Regions from separate parts of the Sus scrofa genome. Here region 2 is linked to region 1. The links are chromatin contacts, called in public Hi-C maps. All regions are on one chromosome and are shown on one strand. The core of a region is the stretch at or near the end of the contact, and the rest is flanking DNA. Distances in the headings are between cores, read along the strand shown.

Region 1 (3,996 bases), core at 866-3,365:
ATCCCAAACAGCATCACTCCACCCAATTTTGCTGTATTTTCAATAGCTAGCGACATATTAGCATATCGGAGACGCACATTTACATTCAATGCAAGACAAAGAGGGCAGGTACCCCACAAATGGCATCCTAAGAACATCTTAGGATGTTCTTCTGTTTCCAGGATGTGGGGAAAATGTGACGAGGTACCATGTTCTTTGAGGAGGGTGGATTATGAAATTTCTTCTACCAACTGGTGAGCATAATCGCTTCCAGATGTTGTTTGGCCCACAACGTGCTATTCAAAAATATGAAAGTTTTGTTTACTTTCGGAGTTCAAGAGCCAAATAAGAAACGAGTTTCCTTCATGAACGTCTCATTAAACCAGAGATAAGAGCTTTCAGAAACAAAATCAGCGTACGGTCTAAGTCTAGACTGAAGACATCCTGCTCCTAGTTTGGGGGGAGGGGACTCAGATCTGTTAAATACAACCCCAGTATCTAACCCACCGCGGGAAAAACGAGGCATTTCATTTTATTCCCTTTCCCACTACAATGTTCATCGCTCTTCCTCAGTGAGGTCCCTCTTGACAGGGTGGGTCTCTTGCAAACAGTGGGATTCGTATTGGGCTAGAGGATGCGCTGGTCCCATCTAAGCTGAGGATACGTAAATGCTGTCGTTTTCCTGAGGATGCACATACCGTGCTTTTGGCACCTTAGGAAATCAGGAAGGCAAGGCTGGCCTTGTTCCCTGATGGAACAATGCTGTGAGTAACATTTCCAACATGAATCACGCTTGTTGAGGAAATCAGCAATGTGAAGCAAAGGGAATTAAAGGACTCTATTCACATATGACGCTGATAACAAATAACCAAAAAGGAGCCCTTCCCTCCCCTCCCAAACTTGCGTGGTGTTCGAAACACCTGTTTTCCTTTTATGAAAGGGTTTTACGTGTAACAGTGGACATCTCTTGAAATGATGGGTGACACTGCTTATCACCAAAGCAGCAGAAAATGGAAAGGAAAAGAAGCCTTTTTTTTTTTTTATAAACTGTGAAGAGATAATAAAACCACAAAGTAGCCACAAAGCCCCTCTGCCCGAGATGTGACCTAGAAACCAATTGGAGACCTGAAACAGTGGTGAGGTGCCACTTGAGAGACCTCTAGCCATCCAACCATCAGCCCGAAAGATACTGTCCTGCATGTCTAAAAAAATTACAGGAAAAACCCAAATATGAAGAGAATGAAGTGTCATACAGAAACTCGTATGAAAGGAATTATACAGTCATTCCAAAGAGCAGAAAGGCACTATAACATGAAAAGGGAATTCTGATATAAAGGGACTCAGGGGAAAAAAAAAAAAAAAAAAACTTTTTTTTTTTTTTTGGTCTTTTGTCCTTTTAGGGCCACACCTATGGCATATGGAGGTTCCCAGGCTAGGGGCCAAATCGGAGCTGTAGCCACCAGCCTACCCCACAGCCACAGCAATGCCAGATTCGAGCCACATCTGCGACCTACAGCACAGCTCACAGCAATGCCGGATCCTTAACCCACTGAGCCAGGCCAGGGATCGAAACCGAAACCTCGTGGTTCCTAGTCAGATTTGTTTCCGCTGCACCATGACGGGAACTCCAAAAAAATGTTTTGATAAACTGACATTACCTAAAAAATCTGAGAGGTGAAGAAATAACCAGACTCAGTGGCAGCAGTTTCTGCCTGACCAACACTTTCTTAGGGCTTGAAAAGGAGAGTGTGCTGTAGGGCCAGAGCGAGCATGATGGCTGTTTTAGGGCAAGACAGGGAAATAAAATGAACTGCTAACATATCTATAAATCTTTTGGGTTCCACGACATCTTCATGTCACACTACGGTAGTTCTGGGTTCTGAGAAACTCGATGGAGGGTGTTTGGCCCATGGCAGAAAAAGTGAGTCCACAGGGCAAAGAGCAAGGTCACCTTGAACCACGCCAGTTTCTCTGACGGGTGGTTGTGGAGGTGACTGGGAATGCCAGGCAAGGACTCAACTCGTCTCCTGGGGCCTGATGGTTTCGTTTTAGAGCCCGACCTCAGATCCGTGTTACATCAACTCTTCTAGGGTGGAGTTCAGAGCACCACACGGATTTCTTTTGGCCCCGATCCTGCACTGCAGCTGTTTGTACTTATTTGAGGTATGGTGTATTTTGAAACAAAGTGAGCCAGATTTCCCCTACTGCCTATGTCAGTGGCTGGTACTGGGAACCATTAACTCTTTCACAGCCAGGCGACTGGTGATGGCAGTACACCCATCGCACGGAAGAGACATAAGGAAATGTGGCCCAGAACTAGGAAAGGAGCTCCAAACAAGAAGCTCGTTTCAAAGCAAAGGCAGTTATTCCATCAATTACTTTGTTTCTGGACCTTATCTATCTCCAAACAAGTTTCAGCCAGGTTACAACTAGTTACAAAAGAACAAGAGGCATGACTACAAATGACTGTATGCCAACAAATTGGATAATCTAGAAGAAATGGATAAATTCCTAAAAACATTCAACCTACCAAGACAGAATCATGAACAGAAACACTGAACAGACCAATAATGAGTAAGGAGATTTTTTCAAAAGTAGACAAAATTCTCCCATAAGGAAAGACTAAGACCAGAAGGTTTCACTGGTGAATTCTACCAAACATTTCAAGACAATACCAATCTTTCTCAAACTCTGAAAATACCAATCTTTCTCAAACTCTGAAAAAATTGTAGAGAAGAAAACACCCCAAATCTCATTTTACAAGGTTAGCATTACCCTGATACCAAAGCCAAAGAAGGACACTACACGAAAACTACAGGATTCTCAATTCTAGCAAGCCAAATTCAACAACACATTAAAAAGATCAAACACCACAATCAGGTAGGATTTACCTCTGGGATACAAGAATGGGTCAACATGAGAAAATTAATCACTATGATATATAACATTAATAGAATACAGGATAAAAATTATACAATGCTTGGAATTTTTTCCACTGTGGCTCGGCAGGTTAAGAAACCGACTAGTATCCATGAGGATGTGAGTTCAATCCCTGGCCTTGCTCAGTGGGTTAAGGATCCGGCATTGCTGTGAGCTGTGGTGCAGGTCGCAGATGCAGCTTGGATCTGGTGTTGCTATGGCTATGGCATAGGTCAGCAGCTGCAGCTCTGATATGACACCTAGCCTAGGAACTTGCATATGCCACAGGTACAACCCTTAAAAGCAAAAAGAAAAAGAAAAAAGAAAAAAGAAATACTATCCTCTCAGTAGATATAGAAAAGCATTTGTCAAAATTCAACATACGTGCATGATAAAAACTCAAACTGGGTAGAGAAGGAATGTACCTCAACCTATATATGACAGACAGACAGCTGACATCATACTCAGTGATAAAAGGCTGAAATCTTTCCCACTAAGTTCAGGAACAAGACAAGGATGACCACTCTACCACTCCTATTCAACACAGATAAGTCCTAACCAGAGCAATAAGGCAATAAAAATAAAAGACATCCAAAGAGACAGCAAACAATTAAATAGTTGTCTGCTTGCAGACTATATAATCTTATATATAGAAAAGCCTAACGATTCCATCAAAAAAAAAAAACTGTTAGGAGTAATAAACTCATTCAGTAAAGTTGCAAGATAGAAAAATCAACATTAAAAAAATCAGTTGTGGGAGTTGCTATTGTGGCTCAGCAGGTTAAGGACCTGACATTGTCTTTGTGAAGATGCGGGTTCAATCCCTGACCTCGCTCAGTGGGTTAAGGATCCAGTGTTGCTGTAAGATGCAGAGGAGGTTGCAAATGCAGCTCGGATCCAGTGTTGCTGTGGCTGTGGTATAGGCCACAGAAGCAGCTCCATTTTAACCCTTGGCCAGGAACTTCCATGTGCCACAGATGAGGCCATAAAAAGAAAAAAAAAAGGGGGGGGGGAATCAGTTGTGTTTTTATACTCCAAAAATGAACATCTGAAAAATAAAGAAAATCCCACTTACAGTAGCATCTAAAACAAATTCTT
Region 2 (3,549 bases), core at 423-2,922, 260 kb after region 1:
AACTCAAGTATCAACTAAGTTGCCCTAGAGAGTTGCAGGATGAACAACCCACTGGGCTGGGATGCAAATTCAGGTGTGTCTGGTGCCTCAGTGGAGGGTGGACATCAGATGACTAGGAGTCACAAATAACTAGCTGTACATAGTAACTACATAAATAAATGCTTTTTAGTAAATGCTTTTTTAGCTTTTTTTTTTTTTTTTTTTTTTTTTTTTGTCTTTTCAGGGTCGCACCCACAGCATATGGAGATTCCCAGGCTAGGGGTCTAATCAGAGCTGTAGCTGCCAGCCTACACCACAGCCACAGCAACACCAGATCCGAGCCGCATCTGCAACCTACACCACAGCTCACTGCAACACTGGATCCTTAACCCACTGAGCGAGGCCAGGGATCAAACCCTCAATCTCATGGTTCCTAGTCGGATTCGTTTCTGCTGCGCCACAAGGGGAACTCCAGTAAATGCTTTTTAATGGAAATCATTGAAAGCACATCTTTCCTAAAATATTTGTAAACTGATATAACTATATTAAGTGTTGATGGGAGAAAAAAAAAGACTTATGCCTGATTCTATTAACACGCACACAAAAATGTTTTAAATTAAGACCCTTCTGGAGTTCCCATCATGGCGCAGCGGAAATGAATCCGACTAGGAACCATGAGATTGAGGGTTCGATCCCTGGCCTCGCTCAGAAGGTTAAGGATCCAGCATTGCCACAAGCTGTGGTGTAGGTTGCAGACACGGCTCGGATCCTGCCTTGCTGTGGCTATGGCATAGGCCAGCATCTGCTCTGATTAGACCCCTAGCCTGGGAAACTCCATATACCACAGGTGTGGCCCTGAAAAGGCAAAAAAAAAAAAAATTTGAGTCTTCTGAGATTGGCTTGAATAATATTGAAAACAATTTAAATGGGCACATAACTACTCTATCTCTTACCAATGAGAAAACTCAAATCACCCTAACCCACTCTTTCATTCACTGCAATGTATATCATGATACTGCTCAAATATTTGTGGCTTATTTTAACCCAAATCTGTACACTGAATTCTCTGCTGAATGGATTTGGGCTTTTAGTTTTACTTCTCGGTATCTAGTTTAAAAGGAAAAAGCACTCAACATTCTAGCAGCAGCAAACTTGAGAGAAATAGCATGAGGGACTTAGAATATGAATTCTTTTTCAGTCCCCAAAGGGACGCTGTTTCACCAAGACCCAGGTCAGAGGGCTGGGCACCGCTGGGGCAGGTCACATGGCTGATCTGGGGTGAACTTGTTTTGTGAAGAAACAGATGATTTCTAGCTCTAAGGCTGCTGTTCCTGTAACTTTTTAGCAACAGTTAAATCCATTCCAAAATGACAAGTAAAAGAAAAGAACATTCTGAATAAAGTGCAGATGAATGGAGTTTTCCCCTGCCTCCCTGGGAATATTATGAGCATCTTACAAAGGCAGTCATATCCTGTTTCTTTCTCTGGTTGCTACAACTGTGGTTTGTATACTGGCTGTATCGCTAATGTGAATTTCTAACCCAAAAAATGTCAAAAGAAAAAAAAATTGTACTCCTTCACAAGTATGCATTTTTCTTCCTTAACTTTCAACAAGCACTGTTCTAAGTCATTGTTATTTTTTCTACACTGGAAGCAAATAGCCACATCTTTTTCATATCCTACTGCTAGCACAGAAGGTGAAATACTGACATCAATGAAAGGAGTTGCAAGTTCAGCATTAATAGAAACCAGGCAAACACTATTGGGCTATTTATAACTCAACAGTGCCCCCTAGTGTGCCTATAAAAATTAGCATGAGCCCAAGATTCAAAATAAATCGAGTTGAAAAAAGCCAATCAAAAGACATTCACAGGAGTCCTCTGGTGGCCTAGCAGTTAAGGACCCGGTGTTGTCACTGCTGTGGCTCAGGTCACTGCTGTGGCTGGGTTCAATCCCTAACCCGGGAACTTTTTGTGGCAAAAAAAAAAAAAAAAAAAAAAAGTCAATAAATTTATCTTGTCAAACAATCAAGGCATTTGCCTTTTCAGGTGAAACTAATTATTTCAACAAGAGACATAGGTTACTTTCAACTAACAATAGGGCATTAAGAAGATCAGATTCAGGTAGAAAGAGCATCAAAACACATGGAAAGAGATAATCCAAAATACAAATATGCATTTTGAAAGGAGACAGAAGAAGGAGGAGAAACAGACCCTTCCTGCTGGACGCAACTGATGTCCTAAGAGGGAACATCCATCCTGCAGTCCCACGCTCAGATCTTTATTCTCTGCTAGAGTTCTTATCCCTCTGTATTTGAATACTATTTTTTTTTCATCTTTTGCCATTTCTTGGGCTGCTCCCACAGCATATGGAGGCTCCCAGGCTAGGGGTCGAATCGGAGCTGTAGCCACCGGCCTACGCCAGAGACACAGCAAGGGATCCGAGCCTCGTCTGCGATCTACACCACAGCTCACAGCAACGCTGGATCCCTAACCCACTGAGCAAGGCCAGGGGTCGAACCCGAAACCTCATGGTTCCTAGTCGGATTCGTTAACCACTGAGCCACGACGGGAACTCCTGAATACTATTATCTTTAACATTCCTTTCACCATTTAGAGGAAATCTTCCTTGGCTGGTACTCTATCTCAATGTCCTCAAAAATGACATGCCATGCCAATAAAGCTTCACCAGGAGTTCTTGTCATGGCTCAGCAGTTAACAAACCCCACTAGTACCCATGAGGAGGCGGGTTCGATCCCCAGCCTCACTCAGTGGGATAAGGATCCAGCATTGCAGTGAGCTATGGGTGTAGGCCGCAAATGCGGCTCAGATCCTGCGTTGCTGTGCCTGTGGCGTAAGCTGGCAGCTACAGCTCCAATTCGACCCCTAGCCTGGGGACCTGCATATGCCATGGGTGCAGCCCTAAAGAGACAAAAATAAATAAATAGATAAAAGCTTCATCATGTCCACTCTATGGAAAAAGATCAATAGAACCTAAATTATTTGCGAAAAGAAATCTAGGCCTGATAGAATATGGAAAAACTCTCACAGTGACACACCAGTTGTAAATTAATATCAAAACCCACTGTATAATTTTCACTGTAGGCAATTCCCCTGAAGTTGACTATTTAGCAGATTTGATGTTTTCAAAAGGTTTGATTTTTTCACAAGTATTCCTTCCACGCACTGCTTCGGAAATACATTTTAATGAAGTCAGTCTCATTTGACTATTACATTCATCATTCTGTTCTCCAAAACAAGGGAGGGAGGGAGCAGGTAAGTACACCCATGTGTCTTCACAGAATTCTTACTTGTGTGTGTATATATGCCCTACATCATAAAACCACAAGGCATGATATTGAAAGACTTTTAGCAGTTTTCAGACTAACACGAGTTGTCTCTGACAACGGAGGTTAGTATGTAAAAAAGTTTACTAGGGAGTGCTCTGAGGTTAAACACCTGGGGAAGAGCAGAAGTTGGGGTGATACAATATCAAGAGAAGCCTTACCTGATTCTCCGAGGAGTTCCAAGAGCTGAATTATCCTTCAGAACCATCCTAACTTAGGGGTAAG

The links. Hi-C and Micro-C count contacts between places; a contact is called where the count stands out from the background.
Region 2: a contact with region 1 is called in a Hi-C map of skeletal muscle, with 2.8 times the contacts expected there. The contact joins two enhancer-like sites. A contact is called at or near these places in 4 of 47 Hi-C or Micro-C datasets (embryonic fibroblasts, heart right ventricle and skeletal muscle).

Annotation. Positions count from the first base shown.
Region 1 is chr1:251,926,081-251,930,076 of Sscrofa11.1, forward strand. The region is part of intron 1 of LPAR1 (lysophosphatidic acid receptor 1); the gene reads right to left. Among named protein-coding and RNA genes, the nearest start is that of LPAR1, 50 kb to the right of the region's middle. Within about 2 kb of position 2,116, at least 18 of the 83 cell types and tissues checked have an H3K27ac peak or open chromatin away from gene starts, as enhancers often do. A contact at or near this core is called in skeletal muscle, where this site is marked.
Region 2 is chr1:252,184,214-252,187,762 of Sscrofa11.1, forward strand. No RefSeq gene overlaps it. Among named protein-coding and RNA genes, the nearest start is that of KIAA0368, 140 kb to the right of the region's middle. Within about 2 kb of position 1,673, at least 13 of the 83 cell types and tissues checked have an H3K27ac peak or open chromatin away from gene starts, as enhancers often do. A contact at or near this core is called in skeletal muscle, where this site is marked.